Linked DNA regions of Mus musculus: all the other regions are linked to region 1. Evidence: chromatin contacts called from public HiChIP or PLAC-seq and Micro-C data. All regions are on one chromosome and are shown on one strand. Each heading gives the region's core, a stretch centred on a gene start, on an enhancer-like site or on the middle of the called end of the contact. The rest is flanking DNA. Distances are from core to core; before and after follow the strand shown.

Region 1 (5,300 bases), core at 1,081-3,580:
CTGTTGAGAAGCTGCCTTCCGCCGACTCTGGTGCCCACACAATCGGAAGGGAGGTTGCCTAGCTCTCCCCACCGATGCTTCAGCAATCCTGGCAAGCCCATGCCGCCGGGCGACGCAAGCGGCCCCGGGAGCCTCTCTCTCTCTCTCTCTCTCTCTCTCTCTCTCTCTCTCTCTCTCTCTCTCTCTCCCTCTCTCTCTCCCTCTCCCTCTCTCTCTCTCCCTCTTTCTCTCCCTCTCTTTCTCCCTCTCTCTCTCCCTTTCCCTCTCCTCTCCTGCCCACGTATATCAACAAGCACACACATCTCCATCTCTACACTGCTAAGCCTACACTCGGATCGTGGGAAACAAAAACATTAAGCAATCACTAAGCAAGTGCCCGCAGAGCCAGGGCTGCGCGCATCTGCCGGGAGGGGGACGCGCGCCCAGAGGCGCTGGGGCCCAATTCCCGTGAGCCAGGATGAAGGGCAGGGTGCTTCCCAGTTGCTGCAGGGAAAGGGAAGCCGCAAAGGATCTGTAGTCTGGGCGCGCAGTATAGAAAAGGACTGCCACCCTGGGAAGCGCGCAAGGCCACCGCAGAACGTCTCTGCCCGGAGCCTAAATGCCCTCGGGGCGTGCGGGCTGCAGAGGCGGTGAAGGCAGCAGGGCTTCCTAGGAGAAGGAAAAAGGGAGGGATCGCGGCCGCCTCTGGCTTCCCTGTGGCCGAACCCACCTGTCTCTGCAAAGCTGATGATCTCGGAGACGCGCTCCTGGCCGTCGGCGCCCGGGCTGGCGTGGCCGTCGAGGTGCGGGATCTCCACGCGGCCGTCCTCGCGCACCTTGCCGGCGTGCAGCTTGCGCAGGGCCGTGACCATGGCGGCCTTGGGGACAGCGTGCGTGATGTTGGGCCGGCCCCGCAACTGCAGGCGGCTCAAGATGTGTCTCTTCACCGCCTCCAGGAAGTCACCGTCCACCCGGCCCAGCTCCTCCGGCCGCCGGAAGCCGCCGCCGCCGCCACCGCACGACGTACAGGTGTCCTGCGAGCCACCCGGAGCTCCGGGTGGCGGGGGCGGGGGCGGCGCAGCGGGCGACGGCGGGGGTGTGGGAGAGCCCCAGGCCTCGGGTCCCAACCAGCCGGCCACCAGGAGCAGAAGGCAGGCGGCCCCCAACGCCCGACCGGGCAGCCCGTCCATGGTGCGCCGCTGGCGACGAGGGCGCCCGCCGCGAGGCGAGGCGAAGCGAGCTCAGGGCCGGGCTCCGGGCTCTGGGCGCACCGCCCCGCCCCGCCCCCGCCCGGGCCTCCGCCCGCCCGCCTGCCGGGAGCGCCGCCGCCGGCTCGCAGGGGGAGGGGGCCGGCCGGGCCGCGGGGGTTCCCGCGCGGCCGAGAAGGGGCGCCGCGGGGACCAGAAGGGAACGCGGGCTGGCGGTGAGGGGGTGGGGGGGACCGCCGGGTCAGTGGCGCGCTGACGACTCGGGGCGCCTAGGCATCTGCAGCCTGCCCATCCTCTCCGCGTCGAGGGCCACCGCAGCCCCCTGATCGGGGTGAAGCGAAAGCGAGGAGCGGCAGCAGCGGTGCTGGCACGGTGGCTTGGCTCGGCCGGGCTGGAAAGGTGGAGGGAAGAGGCGGCAGCGGGCGCAAGTCGCTCTGGAGACTGAAGCGAAGGTGCCGGAGACCCCGGGCGCGGCGCTGCGGAGGGCGCTGCGGCTGGGGCCCCGCGACCGCACCTGAGCGCCTCGCCCTGTCGCTGCTCGCAGCGAGGACACGGCCGCCCGAGGCAGCGGCGGTGATGGGCAGGTCCTTCTCCCCTGCTCCGGGCCGGCGGGAGGAGAGAGAGCTGTGCGGGGGAGCGCCGCTGCGCGGGCCCTTCTTACAGGAGGTGCCGAGCCCTCCTGGGCGGCGGGCCCTGCAGTCCTCCCAGCGCGTCACCCGGCAAAGTTGTCTCCAGGCTCCCCCGGGCGCCGCATCCACGGGCGGGCGAGCCGCGGCGCGCTTCTCCTGGGCCTCTGCTCCTCCCTGCTTCCCTGTGCCTGGCCGCCTGAGCGGGCCGGCCGGGGCGGCGGAGGAGGGAAAGGCGGTGGCAGGGCCCTTCTCGCCGCTGTCTCTTCTGCCTGCCGCGGCAGTGGCGGCCAAAAGTCTCTCTGTGTCCCCAGAATCGAGTGCCCTGGCTCGCGCTCCCACTGGCACACGCTGCAGGGCCGGGGAGAGAGCGAGTCGGCGGTGGCGGTGGCAGCAGCGTCCCCGCGCCCAGCCGTGGCTCGGAGTGCAGAGCGCGCCCGAGGAGTTCTTCGCTTTGCCTTCTCTTCCTTTCCACTCCCTGTTCTTTTTTTCCCGAGGGGTAAAAAAGCCGCACAATCTCCGTATGTGCGCGCGCGTTGAGATAGACGTTGGCAGGAAAAAAAGGGGGGAGGGGGAGTGTCGTCCGGGCAGTGCGGGAGGAGACGGTCCGCGCCTCCCTACTCGGGCGTCCCGGGGGCGGAGGGGGAGGCGGATTCTGCAGGTCGCTGCTGCCTGATCCTCCTCCCACCCCCTCTTCCCTCCGCTCTTTCCCTTTCTGCCTTGGCGAGGAGGGGCAAGAAGGTTCTCTCCACCCTGCGCCCCCCCCCCCGCGATGCCAGGCCACTTTTGCTACCTCGAAACTTTCCCACCACGTGAGTGCTCCAGACCCTCGCCCCATGGGGCGATGGATAAATGGCACCGACACGCTCCTGGTGTAGGATCCGGGTGCTTCTGGACACCCCTTACTCAGGGCCACGAAAGCCGCCCCCCGCCCCCGTCCCAAATTGTCGCCTTTCACAACCGGGACGGGCGACCCTCTCTCGCCGCAGCTGCCCCTAGAGCCTTCAAGGGACGATCTTTCGCTATCCAATCTGCTAGGTGGGGGTGGGGAGTAAGTTCGAATGCAGCAGAGAAGAGGTGCGGCTGGATGCCACCCTCGGGCTACAGCGCCCTCTTCTAGCGTCCGAGGCCGCTGTCCCAATGGGCGATGGGTTAACCCCCTGGGCTAGAAGAGTAAGGGAAGCGGAGGCTGCTGGAGGCTTGGCCAGCTCTGCTGTAGTTGGCCCGAGGGTCTACCTGCATTGTTTGGGAACCCATCTTTGAGGACCCAAGGTCTCTGGAGGCTCAGGGCTTGCCAGACTGTTGGGGTCTCCACTGTCCCATTCGTGTCTTGTCACACTTGGCCTCAGACAAACCCAGATTCTAATGAAGGGCTCAGGTACTACCGGATTTGAATCCAGTCCAACCTCACCTTGCCCTGCCTCTTTCTCTCTCTCTCTCTCTCTCTCTCTCTCTCTCTCTCTCTCTCTCTCTCTCTCTCTCTCTCTCTCTCTCTCTCTCTCGGCTGTAAAGGGGCACTGTGATACCTGCACCACACTGGTGCTTTGGGAGGTCCAAACAGACTAAACCAACCTCGCAGAAGCGGATATAAAGATGGTTCTGGGACGCTCTTCTGGCTGCCAGTAATGGGTGGGAGTCTGACTCCCAGTACTGACTAGAGAACTGCAAATGTACCCTCTTCTTTCTGTCTCTTTTCCCGACCCTACCTGGGTCTGGGACGACAATGCCCACGGGGCACAGTTCCCAGAGACCAGAACACATTGCCTGCAAACAGCCCCCCCCCCCCCTTCCCAGGACGCTTACCCACAATAGGCTCACCTAACGACAGGCAAGACTGAGAGGTAGACGCATGGATGGTTCTCTTTGGAATCGGGACAACCCTCCCTAAAGACACCTCAGACTTGGGGAGGGGGGTCGTTCCACCAACATCCATTGCTTCCCAACTTCCCAAGACAACCCTACCCTGTGGACCTTAGCCAGAACAGCAGTTCCGCGGAAGCACGAAAGTCTGGGAGCAGAGCGCCCCCTCTCTCCCTGTAGGAGGAACAGACCAGAAGTCTGCGGGGCAAAACTAGGGCGGGTCTGACTTAACCAACTCTGAGTCTGAAGCAAGAGCCCCTCTCCTTCCCGCCCCCGCAGAATCCAGACGATAATAGCCCTTCTGCCCTTAGGAGACCCATTCTTTGCTGTTCCTGTCCTGTGTCCTTTCCCCCGCCCTTTCAGGGTCCAGTGAGCCCTTGGGCAACTAGGAGATGCTCCTGGCAGCCTGTGACAGCCCAACCTGAATATGGTCCTGAGCCTACCTGCCCCACCTCAGACTTTTGTGTATACACTCCAGGCACAATACACAATCTGACCCTCTGGCTCTTTCTGTAAGCAGATCCACCCACTATTTGGCTATTTCATCCTTGGTCTTTAAGATTTAGCCCAGTCTTTCCTCCTGGGTGAAGCCCTCACTGGCCCTCTGTGCCCCAGGGAAGTGATTTATCTAATTAGGTAGGTGCCCAGTGCCTGGCTGGCTGCCTCATTGCCTGACTTAGCTCCAGCACAGGGGCTAGGTCTCACGGGCTCTGTCTAGTGCCAGACCTGACAGATGACCAGGGAGGGCTTAGGAAGGAACGACTGATGAATGAAGGAGAGAAGTCATTAAGCCAATGAAAGGTTTAATGACCCCTTCCCCTCCCCCCAGCTCCAGCCTGACCTATGCAGATAGTCTTTCTCACCAGCCTCGACTGGGCTGGACAGAGCTATAGAAAAAAAAAAGGGACAGTAGCTGTTTGCCTTCGGGAACTTGAAGCAAATCTGCCTGTTGACCTGGCACCAAAGAGGCAAAAGCCACCCTGTCCTTGCTGGTGGGAGGAGGGTCCACACTTCCAGCCCTGCTGCTAGTCAACTGCCGGGAGGGAACTGGGTCAAGGGTAGTCAGAAACCATCTGCTGGAGAAGCTGGGATTATCCTGCCCTCTGCTGATCCCCCAGCCCACAGGAGCTGAGGGTGTAAATTGAGTTCTTCCAGATCATCTTGTGTTGCGGGGGAGTGAGGGACACATGTCCCCTCTAAAGGGGAAGAGCTGAGTTCCTGTTGCTTTGAAACCTCATTTAGCTCTTGCCTTAGATTCTGCTGGTGACCTCAGCCTTTGGTCTTGGCTGGGGACATGACTGTGCCTGTCAGTTTTGAATACAATCATGCCCATCAGTGAGAGGGCTACACAACCAGGCCACCCCCACGTAAGGTTCTGGCTTGACACTATCAAGGAACTCAGACAAACCCAATGGCAGAAACAAGGGGGAAAGAAAACATGGCGACACAGTGGCTGTGGACACACTGAAGATAGAGAGAGGGTGCTCATCTAAGGGCACAAAACATTTCCTCTCATGCCATTCTGTGTGTGTGTGTGTGTGTGTGTGTGTGTGTGTGTGTGTGTACATGTGTGTGTGTGTGTGTGCACATGTGTTTCATAACCCATGATAAGTGTCAATTTAGGACC
Region 2 (5,300 bases), core at 1,020-3,519, 410 kb after region 1:
TTTTATTAAAGTTCTTTTAAAAATAATATCCACAACTGGTCACACTAGAACCGTTCAAGTGAATCTTCCTGAGGCTGCATTCTAAGTACATCCGACCCAGAAAGTATTTTTAGCAAATGTGTTCAATAGATGCTGGTGTTATGCCTAGCTTAAATTAGAAATTAGTGTCATAAATTTAAAGCAACAATGTTACTAGGAACGTTTTAAAGCTACTAAATTAGGACATGGTGGGGGAGGAGAGAAGACTTGACACAATTTACCACCACCTAGAAGCCATTAGGAACCCAAGATGAGAACCAAGTGAGTATATTCAATCATCTGTTACTACTTTTGAGGAATCTCTGATCTTCTACCTTAACAAACTGTAACCAACTCAGTATTAAGAAAAACTATTAAACCAGTGATGATTCCTTGTGTTTAAAACAATCTTTTTAGCAAATGTTTAAGGAGCAGGTAAATACAAAACACTGTCATGTACTCATGTACACATACAAACATAACTACGTAGATCTTAGAAATCAAGATCACATTCATGCACATGTGCTATGACAAAATATGAACAAAGATAAGAATGCCATAAAAATGTGAAGAGACACAAAAATAGCTTCTGTGTTAATTGGAGCAGAAATGTATTCTGACAAAAAAGGTGGCATGACTGATCGTATGAGTGAATAAAATGGTTCTAGACAGCTCATAAGCTTCTCCTTGTAAACTGGCTTTTTCTTTAAAAGAGTATTAAATTTGTAATCCTCAAATTCAAGATTTAAATAATATATCTAGGTTATAGTCTACTAGGTACTCTGAATAATTGTTTAAGGTCATCCCTCCCGTTTTGGAAAACAAGTTTTCCCCTTTGACACACTTATGTTTGTTCACAAACCCAGGGTTCTCAAAAGGCTGCCATATTTGCCCTTCCAGTCTTCTAGTCTGACTTTACAAGTCAGATACATTAGCTTTTCTTGTTTTTCCTCCACAGCCATCTTTTAAATGTGACCAAATAACTGTGTTATTTCATCTGGACCCAAGATCTGGTCACACACTCAGTATTTCTTGAATTGCTTATTCCAAAAGTTAGGTATGACTAGTCCTCCTGGAACAGGCAGTTTTTAAAACCCCCTACGTAGTCCTTGTCCACACTGATGTCACTCTGTGATGCAAAGCCAAACATAAAGTCTCTGACATAAGTTTCAGGGAAACATCGATATGGATTATCATTGAAACTGTAAATTGTTCCATTACTTTAGAAACCCCAGCAAATGCATCCATACATGCATTTAACTACCTACACACACACACACACACACACACACACACACACACACACACACACATCTAGCTTTTCTTGAATCTCTGATTGAACTGATTTCCAGAAATCGTCCTGGGACAATTGAGGTGTCTACGCTTTGGTAAGCACAGTTCCTGTCCACAAAGGATAATCATACGCTCCATTTTTCCTGTAAGTAACTATAAAACAAACATTGACACCGAAACAAAAATGTAAAGCCAGAAAGCCACAAATGACTGTGCTTAACATTTTACAAAACCCCACAAACACCGATCTGTTCTTGACTACATACTCACGCTGAATCTAAACATCATGAAGGTAGGGACGATTCCAAAGCAGCATGAAAAATCTAAGTTCAGATGTTCTACATCTCAACTTTTTGGGCCCAACTACTGATTCCTAAAAGCAAGTATAATACTAGCAAGTCACAAGAGACTTTCAAGTTCAATGGAAGATAGCGTGTGTTCCTACCGCGTGCGGAAAAAAAATAAAGATGCTTATATGAGTCAATTAACCTAACATTAACAATTAGAAAAAAGAATCCCACAAATGAAATACTGAAGATTCTCCAGCCTTACCTTGAGTTTAGGAACATTTCATCTCCGCATCTATTCCACCCCTTCTCCCGTGCACTCATCCCTAGCAGATTTCAACTATAAACCCCAGGAAGATTCGAGTGCTCCGACCCACTAAGAAAAGGGAAGTCGATCGGGTAGTCTGGCCGCCCGGCTCGGCGAGCTTCAGGTGCGCGCCCACGACCTGCAAAGGGGGCCCAAACAGGCCGAGCGAAGGACCGCCCCAAGCGCCTCTCTTACCTTCGTTATCACAGCCGCGTCCTCCCGGCTGGAGAAAGGGGGGGGGGGGGGGGAATCCAAATACAAAAAGGCAGGAGGCCCCGGGCTCGCGGCCGGGTGAAAGAAGCGCGTGGTCCGCGTCGAGGTGCTCGCCCTCAGCGTCCCGAGAACAGCCGCCGCCACAGCGGCCGCGCCACGGCCGCGGGCCGCCTGCACCCCGTCATCCTGCGGGGCTGCGGCGGGGCTGGCGTGCGCGGGGAGGCGCGCGCTCGCACCTCGCGGCGAGATGAGCTAATCCCTTCACACGCGCCCCGAAAGTGCCGCGGTCCCCGCAAGCTGCGGGCCGAAGTCAAGTCTCTTTCAAGTCCCGGAGCCCCGATTTCTGACAGCTCCCGGGAGTCTTAAAAGAACAATGTCGCGTCCGCGGAGCAGGGAAGCGCGCGCGGCGTGAAGCGGCGGGTGACTCCAGGGAGGCGGCTCTGTGTGAGAGTGCAAAGGAGAGCCTCGGTCACCCTCCTCCTCCTTCTCCTCCTCCTCTCCTTCCTCCTCCTCCCTCGCCTCCACCGCCTCCTCCGTCTCCTCCTCCTCTCTCAAGCACACCCCGTCTCCGAGGCCGCAGCATAGCAACCGAACATGGCGGCTGCGCAGCCCCCGACCAGTCAGAGCCCCGGAACGGCGGCCTCGGCAACAGGAGGCGGTCTCGCGAGAGGTGAAGCCACGCCCTCTGCTCCGCCTCCTTCCCGCCTCCTACCCGGTTTCGGAGCGCGGGCGCCTGCCTAGAAGCACTGGTACTCACAGGTGCGAGAGAGACGGGATTTAGCGGGTTGGGAGGGGAGGGCGTGGCTCTGTGTCCACACCCCATCGCCAGGCAGCGATTGGTTCCTTGACTGTCAGTTCTGCCCCTCCTCCCTCTTCTAAGATGTACTTACTGACGGACTCTAGGGACACAAAAGAGGGGCAATAGCACAGAGTGGGGAAACTCGACCTCCTGGCATCAGGTTGTCCCAACTAAGTGCTAATAGAGGGTATAGGCTTTGAAGTGCAGTTTTCAATCAGTTCTCCTAAACATAAGGCCCTTGAAAACAAAGCCTAAGCAAAAGACGTTTCATGGATAAAACAAAGGATAGGTGCTTTCTGTGTGCAAGGAACACTGCTTTTTAAATCAAAGTCGTTCAATCATTTTAAGAATGAGGGTTGGTATTATCATGCCATGACCTTGAGGAGGGTATACCCTTAATATTTTCTGGGTAATACAAACTTGATGATGATAGAACATTCCTATAGAATAGGTGACCTCAACTAGGATCAAATGAAGGAAGGGTAAGTTGGGAGGACCCTCACATTTCCTCTTTGCTTGTTTTTCGTTTTTGTTTGTTTGTTTGTTTGTTTTACATTTCTTTATTTTGTATACACCTAAAATATGTGTGTCCATCTGTCTGTGTGTCTGTCTGTCTATCAGAGGACAAGGTTTGAGAGTTGGTAATCCTATGTGGGTCGCAAGGATTGAGCCAGACTTGGCAGCCAATTCCTTTCCTTTATCCTTTGACCCACCTCAAAAGTCCTTGACGTTTTTACCCACTTGGGGGTGGGGGGGGTGCCCTTTTCTGTGGCCAGGGTTCTTGTTAGATCTTAATCTCAATCTCTGTCACTAGAGACCTTATTTATAAAAAATGTTTTTCCTGGTGGTAGTGATGAATGCCTTTAATTCTGCCATTTGGGAGGCAGGGGAAGGTGGATTTCTGTGAGTTCCAGGCCAACTTGATATACAGAGCAAGTTCCAGGACAGCCAAGGCTAGACAGAGAAGCCTTGTCTTGAAAAACCAAAATAGATAAATAGATAGATATATAAATAGTTGGTTTGTTCAAAGGCCTCAGGAGAGAGCACTTGCCCAGTATATGTACAAGGTCCTCAGTGCCCAACACCCACATGCTACAAAGCTGCTTTTCTCCATGTTGACAAAATGATTTTACCGATAAGGAAAATCTGTTCAAAACTGTGGAAGACAATAATTTAAATTAATTTCTTCTCATTCTCATTCTGCTCCTACTCTTTCTTGTCCAGCTGGTGATGGACACTTGACCACATAGGAGGCTGAGGCAGGAGGATTAAGAGTTCAAGAACATCCTTAACTACACAGAAAGTCTCAGGCCAGCCTGTGCTCCATGATACCCTGTCTCAGAACCCAAGTGAGACAGGACAGCTCCAGGCGGTGCTCACTCGTTCTTCCCTAAGTCTGTATTCTTTCCTCCAGCTCTCCGTTTTGAAATCCTTTGTTTGTGGCATTGCTAAAATGCTTCTTATCTCACCTGGGTCAGCATTCATTCGTCCTTGAACAAAAGTTCAAAGAGAATTCGCCAGAGTCAAGCACCAAGTAATGATTTCTTCCTTCTGCAACACAGATGGCTCTAGGTTTAAACATCCCTTTAGTGCTTTTCACAATGTTCGTCTTACTACACAATCCTCAGCCCTGTGTGGGTATTGCTGATAGTCCGTGATTTGATCACTGCTATTACCTAAGGCAAAGCCTCTTAGTCATCTCTGCAGCCCTCAGAATGCCTGAGGACATTGCCTAGCAGGGGGAAATAAAGGCAGGGAAAGAACAAAACCTTTGAATCACAGGTGAGTAGGGTTTCAAGAAAATACCTGAAGTAGAGTCTGGCAAGAAAAGTCAGTCAGTAAACGTCTTGCTGAGCAAGCACAAGGACCTGTGTTCGGATTCCCCAGAGCACATGTAAAAAGCCAGGCATGGTGAGCCATTCACAGCTGTGCCACCATCAGCCCTGACTCTACCTCAAGACTGTCACTACTAATCATCACTAATGCCCAAAAGACATCCCCTGCCTGCTGGTCATTCTCTATTTTCTCCTCCCCAGTCCTTTACCAAGTCATAATCTATTTCCTGTCTCTATGTGTTGGCCTACTCTGCATATTTCACGTAAACAGAGTAACTTCCCAAACAGAGCCTTCATAGTGGAAATCACGGAGATGGGCCCTTTAACGTACCAGCATTCACTGTCATCCCTAGAAAATTCTATGTTCATCTTACACCTACCTTCCTGCATCCCTGAAAAAGAAGGAGCAAGGAATTGTCTAAGAGAGGAAGTGGAGGGGGACGGTTGCTTTACAGGCTGTGTGGCTCAGATAGTAGGATGCTTGCTTTAAGTGCGTCAAACCCTGGGTTAAATCTTTAGGAGAGCATAAGACCCCACATAATGACCCA
Region 3 (5,300 bases), core at 1,751-4,250, 320 kb before region 1:
TGTACACACATGGGTGCACGTGGGAGCTAGAGGTTGACATTGCATGTCTTCCTTGTTCACTCTCCACTTGGTTTATGAGATGGAGTTTCTTGCTGAACCCAGAGCTTTCAGATTTGAGGTAGGTCAGCTCACCAGTTTGTACCATGGATCTTTGCCTTTCAAAAGCCAGGATTCCAAGTGGGTTACTACCCTCATCTGGCTTTAATATTTTCTACATGTGCACATGTGTATATGTATGGACACTTTTTGTATATGTGTGTGTGCATGCGTGCATGTGTGAGTGTGCATTTACGTATGCGTGTGTGTGTGTGTGTGTGTGTGTGTGTGTGTGTGTGTGTGTGAGAGAGAGGGTATGTGTTTGCCATGGCCAGTACATGGCTGTCAGAGGGCAACTTGTAGGATCAGCACCCTCCTTCCACCCTGTGGGTCTGGGGATCAAACTGTTCTTGTCAAGCCTGGAAGCAAGTGCCTTTCCCTGCTAAGCCATCGGTTTTTATACAGACATTGTGACCCAAACTCCAGTGCTCATGCTTGCACATCATGCACTCCATCAACTGAGCTGTCTTCTCTAAGCGCTGCTATTCTTGTTATCGTTGTTATTAAATGCTATGTAGAATGCACGACATCCCCCCCCCCCGAGTCCCAACTCCAGTTTGCATCTTATTATTATCCTCTACCCACCATCTTCAACCTGGGACAGTCCTTACCAAAGTGTTGGCAGGACGGTCACTTCTGTGAGGTCAGTGTTGACCTGGCTCATGTGCTACGGTTTGCACAGTGCCCAGGAGGAGGTAGTGTTAGCTGCTTGCCCAGCCTCTCTGTGTGTGGAAACCTGCATAAGGAGTCCATGTGCATGGTAGCTCAGTAAGGCCTGCTGTTTCCCCGCATGCTGTGTGTGGGCTGCCCGGCCTGGGCTGATCTCGGCCAGCCAGAGCTAGGTTGGTCTGTATGATGCACCCCTCCCTCCCTCCCATCACCTCCAGAGTCAGTTTCAGTAAAACCTACCCATGATACATCCCAAACCTGGACTCCTTCAGGGTACCTGAAGTCTGGGAAGGGTGATATCTCTCAGAATCTATGCTTCTTGTCTGTATGATGGGGACATCAGAGCAGAATATTGCCATACTTGGTGTCTGCCCGGAAGTTTCCACTGTGGTATCTGAGAGGTAGGATTGCAGAGTGGCCATGACAGGTCTCGTCTGCACTCAGTAACATCTGAGGAGCTGGAAGTGGGCACATGCTGCAACCCAGAGCCAGCCATCAGGCCTTTCCTAGGCCAAGTGAGGGGGCATAGTCGCCCTGGGGTCTGCACAGCTAGTATGTGGGCCTGGATTCTGTAGCCAGATAATAGCAAGCTTCTGATGTATGAATGCATGGTGCATGTCGTGGCTGTGGGCTCATCTGATAGAGTTCATTTTTTGTTTTTGTTTTTGTTTTTGTGCGCGCGCGCACACACACACACACCTCCAAAAAGCTGGTCATGCTGTAGCTGGCGTGGCAACTACTCCGGGTTAAAAACAGGAGGATATCAGCTTGAGGTCAGCTTTGGCTACCCAGAGAACTCCCCTTTCAGAAATAAAGCTTAGGTCTGTGCAGGAGGTTGAAGCAAGCAGGCCGGGTTCTGGGGGCCTGAGGGCTCTGCCAGGCCTGTGGCTGTGGACCCAGCTCACTGCTGATGGAGTCAAAGGGCATTGTGGATGAGTGTGTCCCCTCTGAGGAGGGACTGTGGATTCCTACAGAGGTGGCTGGAGCAGGACTGGGGCTCTGCTAAAACCATCTCAGGCTATTCAGTTTGGGATTAGAGAGGAGAGCAACAGGCAGCCAGTCCCAGGTGCCCCTGACCCTGCAATGTCATTGCTCAGACAGGAAGTGGGCAGAGTGACACCCTCAGCTCAGCAGTTCGGCTGGACGGACTTGAGGCTGCCTAGACTTCAGACCATAGCCCAGGGCAGCTAGGGTGTGTGCAGAGGAAAGAGAAACGGCAGCTTCCTGTCCTCACACCAGTATCCAAACTCAGGACAGAGTCCAAGGACTCCACTCAAGACAGCATCGGGCTCTTTTCCTGTCTCTTAAACATGATACTTAAGCTATAGGCAGCCAGTGTACAGACGTCATGGTGGGCTCAGGGATTCTGGGATGTCACTTCCACTCTCTCTGTCCTTCCTCCCCCTTCTCCCCTCACACCTTTCCTTGCCCTCCTCTCTCTTCTCTCACCCTCTCTCCTTCCTTCCAATCTTTCATTTCCTCCCTCCTTCCTTTCCCAACATATAGGAACCCTCCCTCAGTGCCTGGCCTTGCCTGGGGTGTGGACAGAATGATGGGAGACAAGCAAGTGGGTATGCATGGGGCGTGTGTGTGTGTGTGTGTGTGTGTGTGTGTGTGCGCGCGTGCGCGCGCGCTAAGGCAAAGCAAGTCTGGGCTGGAGCATGAAGCTTAAGTCAGGGAACGTTGGGAAGGGCAGGCAGGAGGGCCGGGCCCCAGCTGGGGAGGCCATGCTGGTAAGCTTCCCTCTGAGGTTCAAGTTTAAGGTCCTCTTTGAGGCAGATGAGGATTGATATGGAGGAAGCAGAGCTCTGAGTTCCTGTCCGGTTCTCTACCTCTGTTCCCTATGGTCCTGGGTAGTGATCTTCCCAGGTATAAAATGGGACCAAAGACACCCACGTGTGAGCAGGGGCTGGGGAACTGAGGTGGAGCCACCTGCCTATAGATGCCAGGCTGCAGTTGGTGAAATGCCCCTCACCTCCTTGGTTCCAGTAAGGGCAGGGAGAGGAACCCAGGGTCTGCTCTTGAGCCCAAAGAGCAGGCTCTCCAGCTCCCCAGGTTGGTCCCCAGGCAGCCTGGCTCAGAGCCTCACTTTCTCAGGAAGGCCAAGTTACCGAAACAGATAAATCAATCTGTCAAGATCAGCCTTGGAGAAAGACTCTCTCAGCTACCTCAGCCAAGAAGCTCAAAGGGGAATTGTTCCCGGAGCCCGAGGAGGAAACAACAGATAGTTCTTCGCAGCTCTTCGCCTGCGGCCTTGCTGCCCAGCCCCCCTCCTCCCTTCCCTGGGCTGTAGAGAACACCTGTGCACCGGGGATCAGCCAGGGACAGCACCGCCTCTCCTTCTGGCTCCCAGGGCAGTGCCCAGCCCAGAGCCACCGTTGTGAGAGAAGGGCAGAGCCACTGTTTGGCTCCTGTCCTGGTTTTGCCTGGAGACCTTCTCTGGCCCCCGTGTGTTTGGTGGCCCTTGGCATTAGGAGGGTCACACGGCTGGAGGTGGGGCTGGCAAGCAAACGCCCATCTGGACAGACTCCTGTTCCGAGCTTGAGGTTTGGAAGGGATGGGGACCAGAGAGGCTGAAGACAAGCCGAGACTAGGGAGTAAGGAGCCCAAGGGGTCAATCAGTCCTCCAGTGCTCCCTAAAGAAAAAGGTTGAGGATGGCTTGTTTCTGAGGGCAGGGGGGACTCCAATCTGGAATCACAGCCAGCTCTGCCACTTGGCAGCTGGTGACATTGGGGCAAGTCATTTGTCTTCTCTGATAATCCCTTTCTTCACCTGGAGGCTTGGTGTTTGATGGGGTCTTCTGGTGAAAACAGAAGGTCTTGACCTGGGGGTCTCATGCTGGGAGCACTGACTGCAACAAGCAGCCATGTTGTTTCCTTGTCACGGAACGGGAAGATTCTACACAGTCACTTGACATCCATTTTCTCAATCTTGGAGGGGGGTATCATAGGGCAACTGAGGCTCCCAGTTTGCTATTTGGGTCTAAAGCTGTGTTACAGGAGTTTAGGGGGCCCCAAAGCTAGTGTGGATATATGTGTGTTCCCACGCATGTGCACATGCTTGTATAATGTATTCACATGTATGTGGGGGTGTATGTGTTCTTGTCTGTGCTGGAGCTGGAGGCGAACACCAGGTTCCTTTGCTATCACACTCTGTCTTATTCTCTTAGGATAAGGTCTCCTACTGAACTTGGAGCTAGGTTGGTAGCCAGCAAACTCCAAAGGTCTTCTAGTCTCTGCATCTTCCAAGTGCTTGGGTAACAGGTACACGGGGCCATGCCCAGCCTTTTACATTGGTTGAGGGAGCACAACTCAGGCAAGGAAGCCTGCCTACTGAGCTATCTCCTGAGCCTGCTATTCCTCAGTCTGCTCCACGTTGCAAACACAAAATGGGGAGGTCCAGTCAGAGGAGACAGGTAGGTGGGACCTGAGCCCAGACCCCAGCACATGTCTCTCTTGCCCTTGTGATGCTAGAGTGGCTGGCTGATCACAGCTTTAAGAAAAGAGACTATGGCCAGAAGCAGAGGAGGGGAGGGGGGAACATCAGAAAGAAGTATTCCCAGAACTGATAGGCAGGGGGAAGGAGCTCAGGGCACACCTGGGTCTGCGAGGTGCGGGACTGACTACCCAGCAGGTTGCCATGCTCCCAGAGGCTCCAGGAAAAGGGTTCCTGGGAGAAGAAAGACATTCAGTGAAAACTGGAAAAAGTGCCCTGGAGAGGCCGAGTGGTACTGTGGACTGTAGAATACTTGAGTCAGAGGGTCCAAGGGTCCTCACAGAGCCTGCAGAAGAGGCAGTCAGGGACATGGATCGGCCATCTAGAAACACACACAAGTGCATGCCCTCCTGCATACACACATTCACACATGTGCATACACACTCAAGTGTACACACACATATGCACATAATGCATGCTCACACATGCACACACACATGCACACACACACATGTGCACACACACTCGCACGCATGCACAAAGCTACATCTGCTGAAAGGGGACACGTGAAAGATGATAGTACAGTGTCGCCAGCCTGGGAGTGTCAGGATAACGTCATTGAGGTGAGGGGGGCCTTGGGGTGCGGCACATGCTTCTAACTTCCTGGGGGAGAAACTTGCCACTGTCAGGTACACGAAAGAACTGTCAAAGGTGCACGAAACAAGCCGTGCAGATTGTGAAACTTAAGCCTCACTTGTGTTTGTTTGGTGACAACATTGCAATCCACAGATGTTCTCTCAAGATGAAAAGGAGCAGCTGCCACAGATCTCTTCATTGTGACCTCCGTCATCTCCTGTGTATCACCAGCCTCTGTCTCCTGCTCCCGATTCCCTTATCCCATCACCAGTTGGACCACAGCCACATCCAGATCTATGGCAGGAATTAACTGAAGGAATGGACCTGTGGTGGGATTTTTATGTGGGAGCCAGAGGGCAAAGGTCAAATAGAAGGTGATATGAAATTCAAGGGACAAGGCTGTGGAGGACCAAAGGCCGAGGGTTGTGGGCTACCAGATGTCTCCCAGAGACTGGCAGCCAGG
Region 4 (5,300 bases), core at 1,805-4,304, 270 kb before region 1:
AGGTTCAGTAAGAGACCCTTTCACAAACAAACAAACAAATAAACAATAAGATGGGACTGCTTATCGTGCCTCAGGCAGTAAAGTGCCTACCCCACAAGCATGAGGGACCGAGATTGGATCCCCAGAACCCATATGCACTTAATTTCAGCACTCAGGAGATAAAAACTCTGAGTTCAGGACCAGGTACGGCTACACAGTGAGACACCCCACCCCACCCAAGTCTGTTATGGGACTTGTAAGTTCGGTGCTGGTGGTGAGCTTGGGGTGGAGACACACTGATCCCTGGGGCTTGCTGAGCTAGTGAGCTGAGGTTTGGCAAGCAAACCCTGTTTCAGAAAGGTGGCGAGCTAGAGAGATGGCTGAATGGCCAACAGCACTTTCTGCAGAGGACTCAGGTTTGGGTTCTCAGTAGCTTACAACTATCTGTAATGCCTGCTGCAAGGAATCTGTTGCTCTCTTCTAGGGACCCAGCCTCTGCTGGCTCCAGGGAGATAATGCAGTAACCAGACATGTATTCAAGCAAAACGCTTATACAATAAAATAAAAGTAATAAATCTTTTTTAAAAAATAGAGAGCCTTTGAAAGAGATGCTCAATGAAAACCTTGAACACACACATACATGTACACACACCTACAACACAGAGAGAACATACATAGACAGGCACACATATACACATGTACATATATACACCTACACACACATATCATCATCATCATCATCATCATCACATCAGTCATGGAAAGGAGCCTCAGAGCAAGAGGAGGTGAGAATGAGCTCTAACCAGGTTTCCTAACAGGACATGACCTCATCTACTGTCCAAGATCACGTGCATCTCTAATGGCGTAGCTAGGGAAAGGAATTGGGTGCACATGGAAGCACAGCAGGGTGGCAGCAGTCTTGAAGAGGGAATTTATGGGGACATGTCAGCTTCTCATCAGGGAAGAGGGGCATCTGGACAGTGTTGTAAAGTCTTGGCAACAGCTTATGTCTTACAAGTGTGTCCGGCATGATGCCGTCAAGCCACATGTGAAACTGGATAGTTCCGAATGTGGCCTCACACAAAACCATAAAGCTACTGCAAACATTATAAGGGTTTCCTTTCTCCCCCTCCCTCCCTCCCTCCCTCCCTCCCTCCCTCCCTCCCTCCCTCTCTCCCTCCCTTCCATCTCAGCAGTAGTAACTGGGCGGGGGTGTTCTGGAGCACAAACTTTGAAGAAGATGACATTGTGACATGATGTTGTCATCTGCAAAGTTCGTGTTTGAGGACCATGTAATCAAGTTACAAACATGCCCAGTTCTGGTGAGTGACTCAGAGGTAGAAGAACCTGCCACCAAGCAGCCTGGCACGCTGAGTTCGATCCTGGGGACCCACATGGTGAAAAGAGAAATTCTACCATTGAAAGTTATTTTACCACCCACCCCCCACACAAAATAAATATGTATAAAGGTTTGTTTTGTAATCACAAAAGAGGGCCAGAAAGATGGCTCAGCAGTTCAAACACTGGCTGTTTTTCCTGAAGATCTGGGTTCAATTCCTGGTGCCCATGTAGTAGTGGCTCACAACCTTCTGTAACACCAGTTCCAGGTGTTACGCACATGTGTACACACATGTGGTGCATAGACATTAATGTAGGCCACACACAGACACAAACACACACACACACACAATTTTAACATTTTTTCACACACACAAAGAGTCTCAGAAGGTTTGAAGTGAGTTTATACTTTTGTGTTGGGCTGCACTCAAGGCTACCCTGGGCCATATACCCATCAGGTCAGGCATACTCGTACTTGAGTTGAGCAGTATTCTATTGTGTATAAACGACTTTACAGGTTTCCCCTTGTTTCATGGGAGGTGTAAGCTGTGAATGGGGTAAACACCTGAAGCAGCCATTATAACTTGTGATTAAAGACTCACCAAGTTGTAAGATGGCATTAGAAGTGTTTGCAATGGTGACCTCAGTCCCAAGGGCTTGCAGAGGGGACAAGCCCAAGGCTAGCTTCAGACCTGCCTCTTCTCCATGTGAACCTCAACTGGGATGCAAGACAGCAGGTAAGGCCCATTCTCACCAGTGCCCATGGAATCCCAAACCATGGGTGGTGTCGGTAGCCTAGGGCTCACCAGGAAGCCAGGGAGGCACACACAGCAGGGCCAGACTGAGTGTCTCATGCCTGTGCTGGTCTTTCTATTTCTTGGACTACCTGGACAGAGTCTTGCTTCACCTTTGATGAAAGAAACTGAGGGCAGCTGTGCCAGGCATGAGTGACCGCCTGCCCCTGCCAGTACAAATACACCACTTTAAAGCAATCACACAGCACTGTGCCATGTCAAATAGGGCATTGGCATCTGAGTTCACAGTGGATTTTTGAGGCCAGGGGCCTTCAGCAAGCTTTGCAGATAGCTTAGGGGATATCCAGACAGCTGGGAATCAAGTCTTACTACCACAGGCCACTTTTGTGAACGAACCCCTCTTTTGCTGGGTTCCCTAATCCTCAGAGATGCCACAGAGTATACAGCGGGACAACCCAGGAGTGACAGTTGGTGCTCATTGTCAACTTGACAGAATCTAGACTTCTGTGGAAACAGATTTCTGAGAGAGTGTCCAGGTGGGGTTAACTGAGGAGCCATCTTAACTGTGGGCAGTATCATTCCTTGGACTGGGGTACTGTGTTAAACAAAGGGAGACAGTGAGCTGAGCGCCAGCATCCATATCTCTCTGCTCCTGTCTGTTATGGATGCTATGTGGCCAGATGCCTCAAAGCTCCTGCTACAGGTCCCAGACACGGTGAACTGTATCCTCTCAAACTGTGAGTCAAAATAAATGGGTCTCAGGTAAGTTTCTATCACTGCAATGGAGACTACAGACAAAAGCAACTTGCAGAGTGAAGGGCTTACCTCCTATTGCCATCTACCACAAAGTGGGTAAGGGCAAGAACTCAAGGCGGGAGCCTGGAAGCAAAGGGCATGGAAAATGCTGCTTACTGCCTTCTTCCACTGCTTTCTTACTCCACCCAGAACCACCTGCACAGGGATGCACCACCCACAGAGGGGTGGGCCCTCCTATATCAATTGTTAATCAAAAAAAAAAAAGTCCCCAAGGACTTGCCTACAAGCCAATCTGATGGAGACAAGTTTTCATCTGACATTCCCTCTTCCGGATATGTTTGCATTTGTATCAAGTTGACAGAAACCAAACTCCTCCTCCCCAAGGCTGCTTTTTCAGGTGTTTATTCACAGCAAAGGGCAAAGCAGCTAACACTAGAAGTCTGGGAGCTCTAGCCTCAGCCTCACGGCTCACCCACAGCACTGTTTAGACATGTCTGGAGTTCTCATCTGTCAAGTGGGTATAGAATCCCAGGCTTGTGTAAATGATGTGTGTTGTATATGTGATCTGTATTCTATGCACATGTGTACTTTGTGTATGTGCAGTGTGTGTACACTCTGTATACGGTGTTCTAAGCATTGATATGCTGTGTGTGCAGTGAATATATGTGTATATAATCTATGAATCTATGAAGTATGTGTTCTTGGGTCCATTTTAAGTGTATAAGTATAGTCTCTCTCTCTCTCTCTCTCTCTCTATATATATATATATATATATATGTAATTGGTCTGTGTATTGTGTGATCAATGTACACAGGTGCTGTGTGTATATGAAGTTTGTGTGCACATGTGTAGTCTGGTGGTCAGTGTGGTATACATTGCAGTGTGCAGTATGTATTCAAAACAGTGCAGCCCTGGGAGAGTAGCCCTTCACCATTCTGCATTGCCTGCCCTTGACAAAGGGTCATAGCACTGCAGGTATAGGGAGGACCACTCCTATCCAGCATCTCTCCTTACCTTACCTCTTGCTGTTCTAAGTCTTCCTGATTTGCCATTGGCCTGCCCTTCCCCATTCTCCAGAACCTTGGGGACCCTCCCAGCTCACCTTCTTGCACCCCATGGCCAACAGTTCAAGTCTCATCCCTGTGCTGTCCAGTATCCCCTTCACATCTCACAGGGGCTCCAGGTTTTCTTGGTATAGGGACAGCTCAACTCAATTCAGGTCTGGCAACAAGACATTGGTGACATCTCTATCTGGCTGTCCCTTTGTCATGGAGCCCCAGGCTGAGGGTATTATGACAGGCCCTTTGGCAAGCCTTTCCTGGTTCCCACTGATGGTGGGTAAGGAGCGTTTTTCCCTACAAGGTGCACATCAGCTGGTGACAAACACCTCTCTTACTGATGTCTTACTTAGGGTTTCTATTACTGAGATAAAACACCATGACCAAAAGCAACTTGGAAAAGAAAGGGGTTTTTTCAACTTATAATTTCATACCACAAACCATTATCAAAGGCGGTTAGAGCAAGAACTCACAGCAGAATTGTGGAGGCAGGAACTGACATAGAGGCCATGGAGGGCACTCCCTGCTGGCTTGCTTCCTATGTTTTGCTCAGTCAGCCTTCTTATAGCACACAGGACCACCAGGACAGGGGTGGCGCCACCCAAAGTGAACTGTCCATACTCATATCAATCATCATTCAAGAATATGCCCCAGAGGCTCACCCACAGGCTAATCCTTTGGGGGCAGTTTCTCAATTGAGGTTCTCTTTTCCCAAATGACTTGAGCTTGTGTCAAGTTGATGTAAATCCCGCCTGCACACATGACCTTCTCCCGAAGCTACGCAGAAGTGTACATTGTCTGCTGCTTGGAGCGTATCCCTCACCACCGTGGGATGGAGAGGTGGGAGGACAGGAAACAGAAGGCATTCAGAGTGGTGAGGTTCTGGGATTACAGGTGTCATTTGGTCCTGAGGACAACCTATCCTCAGCACTACTTATTGTTGGGGTTGTCTGACGAGCCCCTTGAGAAACACCTTGCTCCAGTCTCTACCTTCTTTCCTAGACATGGCCAGCAACCCATTCCTCCATTTATGCATCTCTGCCCTTGCATTCCTTTAGCCCTTGATGTCCCTTCGTGTACTCAGGCCAAGTGTAGGTGGCGTCACTGCATAGTCCCCTTGGGCTGCTGTCTATGGTGGCAGCTGGCTGCAGGTGACATGGACTATGAAAGTGACGCCCTGTTTCCAGTACATCACAGGGACATTTCATGTGGGCTCCTGGGCTGTACCCTTTATCAGCCTCCTGCCAACATCATCTGGCCACTTTGACTTGAAGTGTGGCTCTAGTATGACAGGCAGTTAGAACTGAAAAGATCACAGGTTCCCGCTGGGTTCCTGGGGTGACTTGAGAGAGATGTTCTCCATAGTCTCTAGCACCTTGGACACCTGGCTACCAGTTGTGGCGCTGTTTGGGCA

Evidence for each region. A called contact is a pair of places that touch in the nucleus more often than the background predicts. HiChIP or PLAC-seq counts read pairs in DNA pulled down with a chosen protein or histone mark.
Region 2: a Micro-C map of embryonic stem cells shows a contact between it and region 1, with 4 times the contacts expected there. The contact joins the promoter of Ptpn4 here to the promoter of Inhbb in region 1. A contact is called at or near these places in 2 of 484 Hi-C or Micro-C datasets (both in embryonic stem cells) and 1 of 115 datasets of contacts at active chromatin or transcription factors (astrocytes).
Region 3: an H3K4me3 HiChIP or PLAC-seq map of stem cell-derived neural progenitor cells shows a contact between it and region 1, with 52 read pairs. The contact joins the enhancer-like site here to the promoter of Inhbb in region 1. A contact is called at or near these places in 19 of 39 promoter capture datasets (the 3T3-L1 cell line, 3T3-L1-derived adipocytes, the C10 cell line and 11 more), 5 of 15 datasets of contacts at CTCF or cohesin (embryonic stem cells, hippocampal excitatory neurons and stem cell-derived epiblast-like cells), 137 of 484 Hi-C or Micro-C datasets (the 3T3-L1 cell line, 3T3-L1-derived adipocytes, the AML12 cell line and 61 more), 27 of 115 datasets of contacts at active chromatin or transcription factors (SST interneurons, VIP interneurons, astrocytes and 16 more) and 3 of 9 other capture datasets (adipose tissue, liver and pancreatic islet).
Region 4: an H3K27ac HiChIP or PLAC-seq map of embryonic stem cells shows a contact between it and region 1, with 8 times the contacts expected there. The contact joins the enhancer-like site here to the promoter of Inhbb in region 1. A contact is called at or near these places in 2 of 39 promoter capture datasets (the SN4741 cell line and embryonic stem cells), 18 of 484 Hi-C or Micro-C datasets (the HL-1 cell line, brain, embryonic stem cells and 7 more), 15 of 115 datasets of contacts at active chromatin or transcription factors (craniofacial prominence, embryonic basal ganglia, embryonic forebrain and 7 more) and 3 of 9 other capture datasets (adipose tissue, embryonic stem cells and liver).

Annotation. Positions count from the first base shown.
Region 1 is chr1:119,419,918-119,425,217 of GRCm38.p6, forward strand. Inhbb (inhibin beta-B) reads right to left here and starts at 2,331. Exons shown (of 2, transcript NM_008381.4): 1 at 710-2,331. The coding sequence starts at 1,169.
Region 2 is chr1:119,834,802-119,840,101 of GRCm38.p6, forward strand. Ptpn4 (protein tyrosine phosphatase, non-receptor type 4) reads right to left here and starts at 2,270. Exons shown (of 27, transcript NM_019933.2): 1 at 2,101-2,270.
Region 3 is chr1:119,095,186-119,100,485 of GRCm38.p6, forward strand. No RefSeq gene overlaps it. Among named protein-coding and RNA genes, the nearest start is that of Gm41934, 29 kb to the right of the region's middle. Within about 2 kb of position 3,001, at least 12 of the 459 cell types and tissues checked have an H3K27ac peak or open chromatin away from gene starts, as enhancers often do. A contact at or near this core is called in the P5424 cell line, cerebellum, oligodendrocyte precursor cells and 1 more, where this site is marked.
Region 4 is chr1:119,144,622-119,149,921 of GRCm38.p6, forward strand. No RefSeq gene overlaps it. Among named protein-coding and RNA genes, the nearest start is that of Gm41934, 20 kb to the left of the region's middle. Within about 2 kb of position 3,055, at least 4 of the 459 cell types and tissues checked have an H3K27ac peak or open chromatin away from gene starts, as enhancers often do. A contact at or near this core is called in embryonic stem cells, where this site is marked.